2 separate regions of the Gasterosteus aculeatus genome follow, and region 2 is linked to region 1. Evidence: chromatin contacts called from public Hi-C data. All regions are on one chromosome and are shown on one strand. Each heading gives the region's core, a stretch centred on a gene start, on an enhancer-like site or on the middle of the called end of the contact. The rest is flanking DNA. Distances are from core to core; before and after follow the strand shown. Region 1 holds the start of celsr2 (cadherin, EGF LAG seven-pass G-type receptor 2). Region 2 overlaps celsr2 (cadherin, EGF LAG seven-pass G-type receptor 2).

Region 1 (3,173 bases), core at 332-2,831:
ATTCCACTCTGTCCACATGCATGTGAGCCAGTGTGGGGATGCAGTGAGTGGAAATGTGAACTTATAAAACACGGGGATGGACTGTTATGATCTCTGCCCCAAGGCCCCTACACTGTGTATAACATGACATGCATCCCCTCTGTTCAGCTTAATCCACTTTTCTCTCCTACCTATTACGTCTTTGTTGGGGGTCACAGTTCGTCATTGTGTCTCAGTGGAAACCTTTGTCTTGTTTCCATTTTGGAGGGGAATCTTTTTGTTGTATTTTTGTTTTTATTTTGTAAAGCTTATGATTCATATTGTATTAGAGCCTCCAGCAACAATAAAAACAGTAAAAAGCTGCCCCTATTTGTTTGCTCATGTTTTTTTGAGATAAGGCACAGTACATTTATCCACTGTAATATGAATGCATGCCTAGTGGTTGTAAAACATTTTTCATATATTGTGGTATTGCTACTTTAAAGATCTGAGTACTTTCTTCACCACTTAATAGATACTGTACATTGAATAATTGTAAGGTGGTGCTATTAAAACAATTGAAATGGGGAAAAGGTTAAAAAAGAGAACCGCCTATGAATTGACCACATTGGGCTGTAGCTTTGATGGATATTTCTGTTTAGTCACATCACTATAAATTATAGTATCTGACAACTGTGACTAATCCACATGCTAATGCCGACTACTCAATGTTTTATCAGTGATTTTTTTCCCCCCTACAATAAGTCCAGATGTAGGGCGCACGGACAAACTAGAAGATTTTCAATAGAGTTGAAGAGCCTCTCATTCATTCCACCCAACGTCTTCATGGAAATACTGTAGAGGCGAAGAGAACTACAGAGACTTCTGCTGGACGAAGGATTCTCCGGCTGCGAGACTCCGGTTTGTCCACAAGGGGTCAGTGTGCGCACATCGAGTTTCACCCGCTTTATCGCAGACGTTATTCGTCTGTCTAAACGCAGTTATGTTTTGTACTCCACCTGTATCTTGCTCATATATATATGTGGTATATATAATTTTAATATTTATATTTTTTACAGCTCCCATTTTTCGATGTGATGACAAAAAATGACAGGAATTTGTGTACTAAGTTTAAATGGTCTTTTCTACGATTTCTAAACACTGGTGAAAAAAAACCTCTCCAGCCTCATCGTGTTGTGTTAAAACATTATTCGCCTTCTGTTTGAGGAATGTCCGCCTGTTAATGAGTAAACCCTTTGGGAGAGGTGGTAGATATGAGATCACATCGGTACTGATGGTGGTGGTTGTGTGTGAGACCACGCTGCTCTCCCTTTGCCAACACTTTGCAGTGTTGTTTTCAAAACTTCAATAAAACCACATTATGAACATATTACACTGGAAGTGTATACAGCTGCATTGTTCTAATACGGCAAGGAATAAGCTAATAAACACAATTTTGTCAAGTAAAATAAATACAATGTCGAGTAAAATACACGAAAGAAGCTTTTAGGAAGTTACAATTTAGGGGTAACTTGTCAATTCTTTAGTCCCTAAGGAGCTGTTTCTCTCTCACGTACGCACGCACGCACGCACACGCACTCACAGAGGGGTTTATGATAATGAAACTGGCGGCGCAGGGGGAGCTGGAGCCATTTTCACCACTCGAGCGGAGTTGCTGTGACCGAGCGGAGCTGCTGCTGCTGCCGGCGTGCGAGCGAGCGAGTGAGAGCGAGCGAGCCGCTCCGGACCGGGTCACCGCGGCTTCACCTCTTCCAAACAACCGCAGTGGCCGCAGAGAAGTGCGCCCGCTGAGAGCATGGCTCCTCTGCAACAAAGGGAAACTCACAGGCGGGAAGTTTGAAGGAATACGGAGCTGCGAGAGAGCGAGAGAGAGAGAGATTCCCACCCGGGGGACCCGGTGGAACACAGAACTGAGGAGCGATGCACTTCGCTAAATGGGATTTGTTGTGGATTCTCTTGTGGTGTAAACTGGTTCCGCCGGTGCGTTCTTACGCCGTTCACATCGGCGAGGATGCGGGGCCGAGGACGGTGGTGGCCGGCGCGCAGCGGGGCGCGCGGTGCGCTCTGGATCAGGTACTCGCTCCCAAATTCACGGAGCGGTTTCTGGGGACGGACGCAGCGGCGGGCGTTGTGTTCGTGTCGGACTCCGTAAAGTGCGCCTCGCTGCGCGCCAACCCGTTCGCCGTGTACACCGTGGCCGACTGCACGGACTCCGGCTACAGGCATCTCCTCACCAGCCAGTACGACGTGCATGTCCACGGTAGGAACTGTTCAAACAAGCGTAAAAGAAAACCTCAGTGGGACATGGAGGTGCTCAGTTTGTTTGGTGGCACCCGCGGCCACCAACGCGCGCAGTGCCACCGAGCCGGCTCTGCTTTATTTGCAGTGGAGGGTTTGCTGCCAGGAGCCCCGATCCGCTGCAAAGTCTCCAACAGTCGGGACTTTTACTTCTCCGAGGGGGACTTGTTTGTGTCTCAGACGCTGTGCTGGAGGCAGGACACGCTGCTGGAGCTGGACTTGCTCTGCGATGTGCTCTCGGGAGAGGGACCGAGCGCTAAACTGCACCCCGTCTCTGTCCATTGGCGTGTGGGACAGGGCCCCTTCAGGCAGGGCCACCTTGGCAAGCTGATGGAAAAGGCAGCTCTGTCTGACTCGGGGATTGTGAGCAGGAGGAAGAGGAGAAGCATCAACAGCAGCCCCCAGTTTCAACCCCCGATGTACCAAGTATCCGTGGCGGAGAATCAGCCTTCCGGAACTTCGGTTGTTGTTCTGAAAGCAGTGGATGGCGACGAGGGGGAGGCAGGCAGGCTGGAGTATTTTATAGAAGCCCTCTTTGACAGCCGCTCAAACAATCTCTTCGCCGTGGACCCTGCCAACGGCTACGTGTCCACGGTAGAGGTGCTCGACCGGGAGACTAAAGACACCCACGTGTTCCGTGTGACCGCGGTTGACCACGGCGTGCCTCGGCGCACCGCCATGGCCACCCTCACTATCACAGTCAGAGACACCAATGATCACGACCCCGTGTTTGAGCAGCAGGACTACAAGGAGAGCATCAGGGAGAATCTAGAAATAAGCTACGAGGTGTTAACTGTGAGGGCCACGGACGGGGACGCGCCTGTAAACGGGAACATCCTTTACCGCATTGTCAACACCAACGGGTCCAACGATGTCTTTGAGATCGATTCGAGGTC
Region 2 (3,387 bases), core at 526-3,025, 39 kb after region 1:
GGAGGGGGGCTTCATGTTGTGTATAATGTGTACCCCTATGTACTACATTATCCCTCTGAATTAACAGCACAGACGTTTGATCAATAAGTCAATCATCTGAGCTTTCTGATTTGATTTCACACATCCACAGATTACCAAAATAAAATGTCTAATAAGTAGTGAGAATTCATGTTGGTTTTTTTAAATCTGTGATCACATCGCATGCTGGAGTTAACAGTAATGACTCACTGCGAAACTCTCTCTGCTCAATTATCTTCACCACTTTTGTACTCTCTCCTTCTAGTCATGGCAAGCCCGCAGCGTTTCCTGGGTAACAGTGTGTTGCAGTGGAACAACATGGCGGCGGCCGCGTCCTCCGTCCCCTGGCATGTAGAGCTCATGTTCCGCACACGTCAGGCCAGCGCGACGCTGCTGCACATCTCCGCAGGCCAGCAGCACAACCTCACGCTGCAGGTGAGAGCAACAAGTCCTAAAGGAGAAAGTTAACTAGAATTATTATGTTATTTCTTAGTCCTTCCCTCCTAATAGCAAAGAGCCATAACTTCACTTCTTCAATGGGTGCAAAGTCTAGTGAGGCATCTTTTCCTAAAGATCAAACATTTTAGGACTGAGGCTCCACCTATTGGCCATATGAGTTTCAGCACATCCAAATGCTGAATCTCTCATTGAAGCAGCTGCTTTTGAGCTCGTCTAGACTGACGCATGCCTGATGTTGCGTAACTGTACTATATTCTATTTCTAGCAATTCAACGTTTGAACCTTGGCAGTTCCTGTTCATCGTGTGATGCATTGCTAAATCCTGGTGCTCTATTTTCCTCCTCTGGTATCAAACATCGTCTCAATCTCCGTCCTGCTGATTCCACTCTTTTCCCGCCTCGCTCCCTGTCGCCTCTGTAGCTGCGCGGGGGGAGTGTGCTGATGGGGCTGCACAGGGGGGAGGACTCGACTCTCTCCCGTGTGGAGGAGGTCCTGGTGAACGATGGAGACTGGCACCATTTGCAGCTGGATATCAGCAGTCTGGAGGGAGCAGCAAGCCACCACAAAGCAGTGCTGTCTTTAGACCAGGGCCTTTACCTGGTGAGTTGGCGTTTCATCCCTGCAGATGAATTAAGATACTGTAGCTTGGCAGCAATAAAGTCTGTACCTTTTCAGGCCAGTATGGAGGTGGACGGGAAGCTCCGAGACTCCAAGCTGAAGACTGTGAGCGTTGGTGGTTTGGAAAGAACTGATGGGAAAATTCAGCATGGCTTCCGTGGCTGTATACAGGTCCGCGAGCTCACTTATGTCTTATATGTGTGCATAGATATTAAAGGTCTTCTACTCTATAAAGCACAACACAAGCACAATATTGAAAATTATGAAATGTATTTGAATATATACAATTGCAGTCATTAAAAATCAGTTGAAACCTGACAAAAAAAACTCAATCACTTTTCTACCAGATTTGATCTACTGTCTTCTTCACTTGCCCTTTAAATGAGAATCTTGCTTAAACGACGGTTTTAACTGCTTGAGCTTATGATGCAGGGTAGATGGCCATTTTGTAATACTATAACACACAAAATGTTTACACACAGGCACTTCTTTGTGTTTCAACCCATCGAAAACAGCAATCTTGTGCTTAAGAGAACATTCCTTTTCCCCCCCAACAAAATGTTTATTTGGTTCTCCTGCAGGGTCTGCGTGTGGGCGGAGCTCTGAGTCTGTCTCAGGCGAGGAAGGTGAACGTGGAGGCGGGCTGCAACGTGCCCGACCCGTGCAGCTCCAGCCCCTGTCCTGCCAGCAGCTACTGCAGCGACGACTGGGACAGCCACTCCTGCACCTGCCTCGCCGGTCCGTCCGCTTGCACTTCGCCAACACAATCGTAAAACATTCTGCAGGGCTGAGCGGTTACTTTAAACCGATGTGTAAATACGGTTCACAGTGTTGTGAGAGCACAGCAGCTTATTCTTTCTTTTCACCTTTATTTCACAGGCTACTATGGCACCAACTGCACCGATGCATGCTCACTGAACCCCTGTGAGCACGAGTCAACATGCACCCGGAAGCCAAGCTCCTCTCGTGGTTACACCTGCGACTGCCCTAAGAACTACTTTGGCCGTTACTGCGAAAAAAAGTAAATTTTTTTCAACGTTTATGTAAAACCCTGTATGTTTTTGTGTGGCGTGTTGTTTTGTTGCTCTGCAGGAGAAGTAATGCTGTACTTGTGTGTGCAGAACCGATTTGCCGTGTCCCAGAGGCTGGTGGGGTCACAAGACCTGCGGCCCCTGTAGCTGTCAGACAGACAAGGGCTTCGACTCTGACTGCAACAAGACGAGCGGAGAATGCCGCTGCAAGGTGAGCATGTGCCCGACCTGCACCGACCGAGGCCGCTAATGGAAAACAGATTTTTTTGTTTTTCAATTGATAATCAAAAACTTTGTCTCTCCACTCCACAGGACAACCACTACCTCCCCGAAGGCAGCGACACCTGCCTGCTGTGCGACTGCTACCCGGTCGGCTCCTTTTCCAGAGCGTGCGACCGAGAGAGCGGCCAGTGCCAGTGTAAACCCGGCGTCATCGGGCGCCAGTGTGACCACTGCGACAACCCCTTCGCTGAGGTTTCACCCAACGGCTGCGAAGGTCAGAATGAATCCGATTACTCTCAGGTTATTACAATGCTTAATTCATAGGCCCCACTTTATTGTAGCTAGAAATATATTAAATATATTAAATCTCTCTCCCTCCTGCTCCACCTCACTCAGTGATCTATGACAGCTGCCCTCAGGCCATCGAGGCCGGGATCTGGTGGCCCAGGACTAAGTTTGGTCTCCCTGCAGCAGTTCACTGTCCCAAGGGAACTCTCGGTATGATGTTTTTTTTTCAGGCTGCCCATCAAATGACCAGTATAATAATATATAAGCAGTATATTAAACTTGCCTCAAGCCTTCTCTCCCCGCTGCAGCTCCACTGTTTCTCAACTCCCACGTGGTAACTTTCTCCCCCTTTCTTCAGGCACAGCGATCCGCCACTGCGACGAGCACAAGGGCTGGCTGCCTCCCAATCTCTTCAACTGCACCTCTGTTACCTTCAGCAAGCTGAAAGCCCTGGTGTGTGGCTTCTCCCTCCGTCTTATCTTTTTAAATGAACCTTAGGATTCCAACAATAACACCCTCATTTGTAATTGAAATTGATATTTTTCAGTTCGGTTAAAAATACCTTTTACTCACGCAGCATCAAAACGTAAATGAATGATTATCCTTTCCTCCCTCCAGTCTGAGAAGTTTTCCCGTAACACGTCGCTGCTGGACTCTGGACATGTCCAGCAGACGGCCGCCATGTTGGCCAACGCCACCTTGCACACGGAGAAGTACTACGGCAGCGACGTGAAGGTGGCTTATCGGCTCA

The links. Hi-C and Micro-C count contacts between places; a contact is called where the count stands out from the background.
Region 2: a Hi-C map of skeletal muscle shows a contact between it and region 1, with 8 times the contacts expected there. The contact joins the enhancer-like site here to the promoter of celsr2 in region 1. A contact is called at or near these places in 5 of 6 Hi-C or Micro-C datasets (liver, skeletal muscle, tail fin and 1 more).

Annotation. Positions count from the first base shown.
Region 1 is chr17:9,443,501-9,446,673 of fGasAcu3.hap1.1, forward strand. It overlaps celsr2 (cadherin, EGF LAG seven-pass G-type receptor 2), which reads left to right and starts at 1,582. Exons shown (of 34, transcript XM_040203515.2): 1 at 1,582-3,173. The coding sequence starts at 1,900. It overlaps capzb (capping actin protein of muscle Z-line subunit beta), which reads left to right. Exons shown (of 9, transcript XM_040203526.2): 9 at 1-342.
Region 2 is chr17:9,482,481-9,485,867 of fGasAcu3.hap1.1, forward strand. celsr2 (cadherin, EGF LAG seven-pass G-type receptor 2) reads left to right here. Exons shown (of 34, transcript XM_040203515.2): 9 at 284-453; 10 at 898-1,077; 11 at 1,153-1,266; 12 at 1,677-1,833; 13 at 1,975-2,116; 14 at 2,217-2,337; 15 at 2,439-2,622; 16 at 2,745-2,846; 17 at 2,995-3,089; 18 at 3,255-3,387. Among protein-coding and RNA genes, the nearest start is that of dstyk, 26 kb to the right of the region's middle. Within about 2 kb of position 1,776, at least 3 of the 9 cell types and tissues checked have open chromatin away from gene starts, as enhancers often do.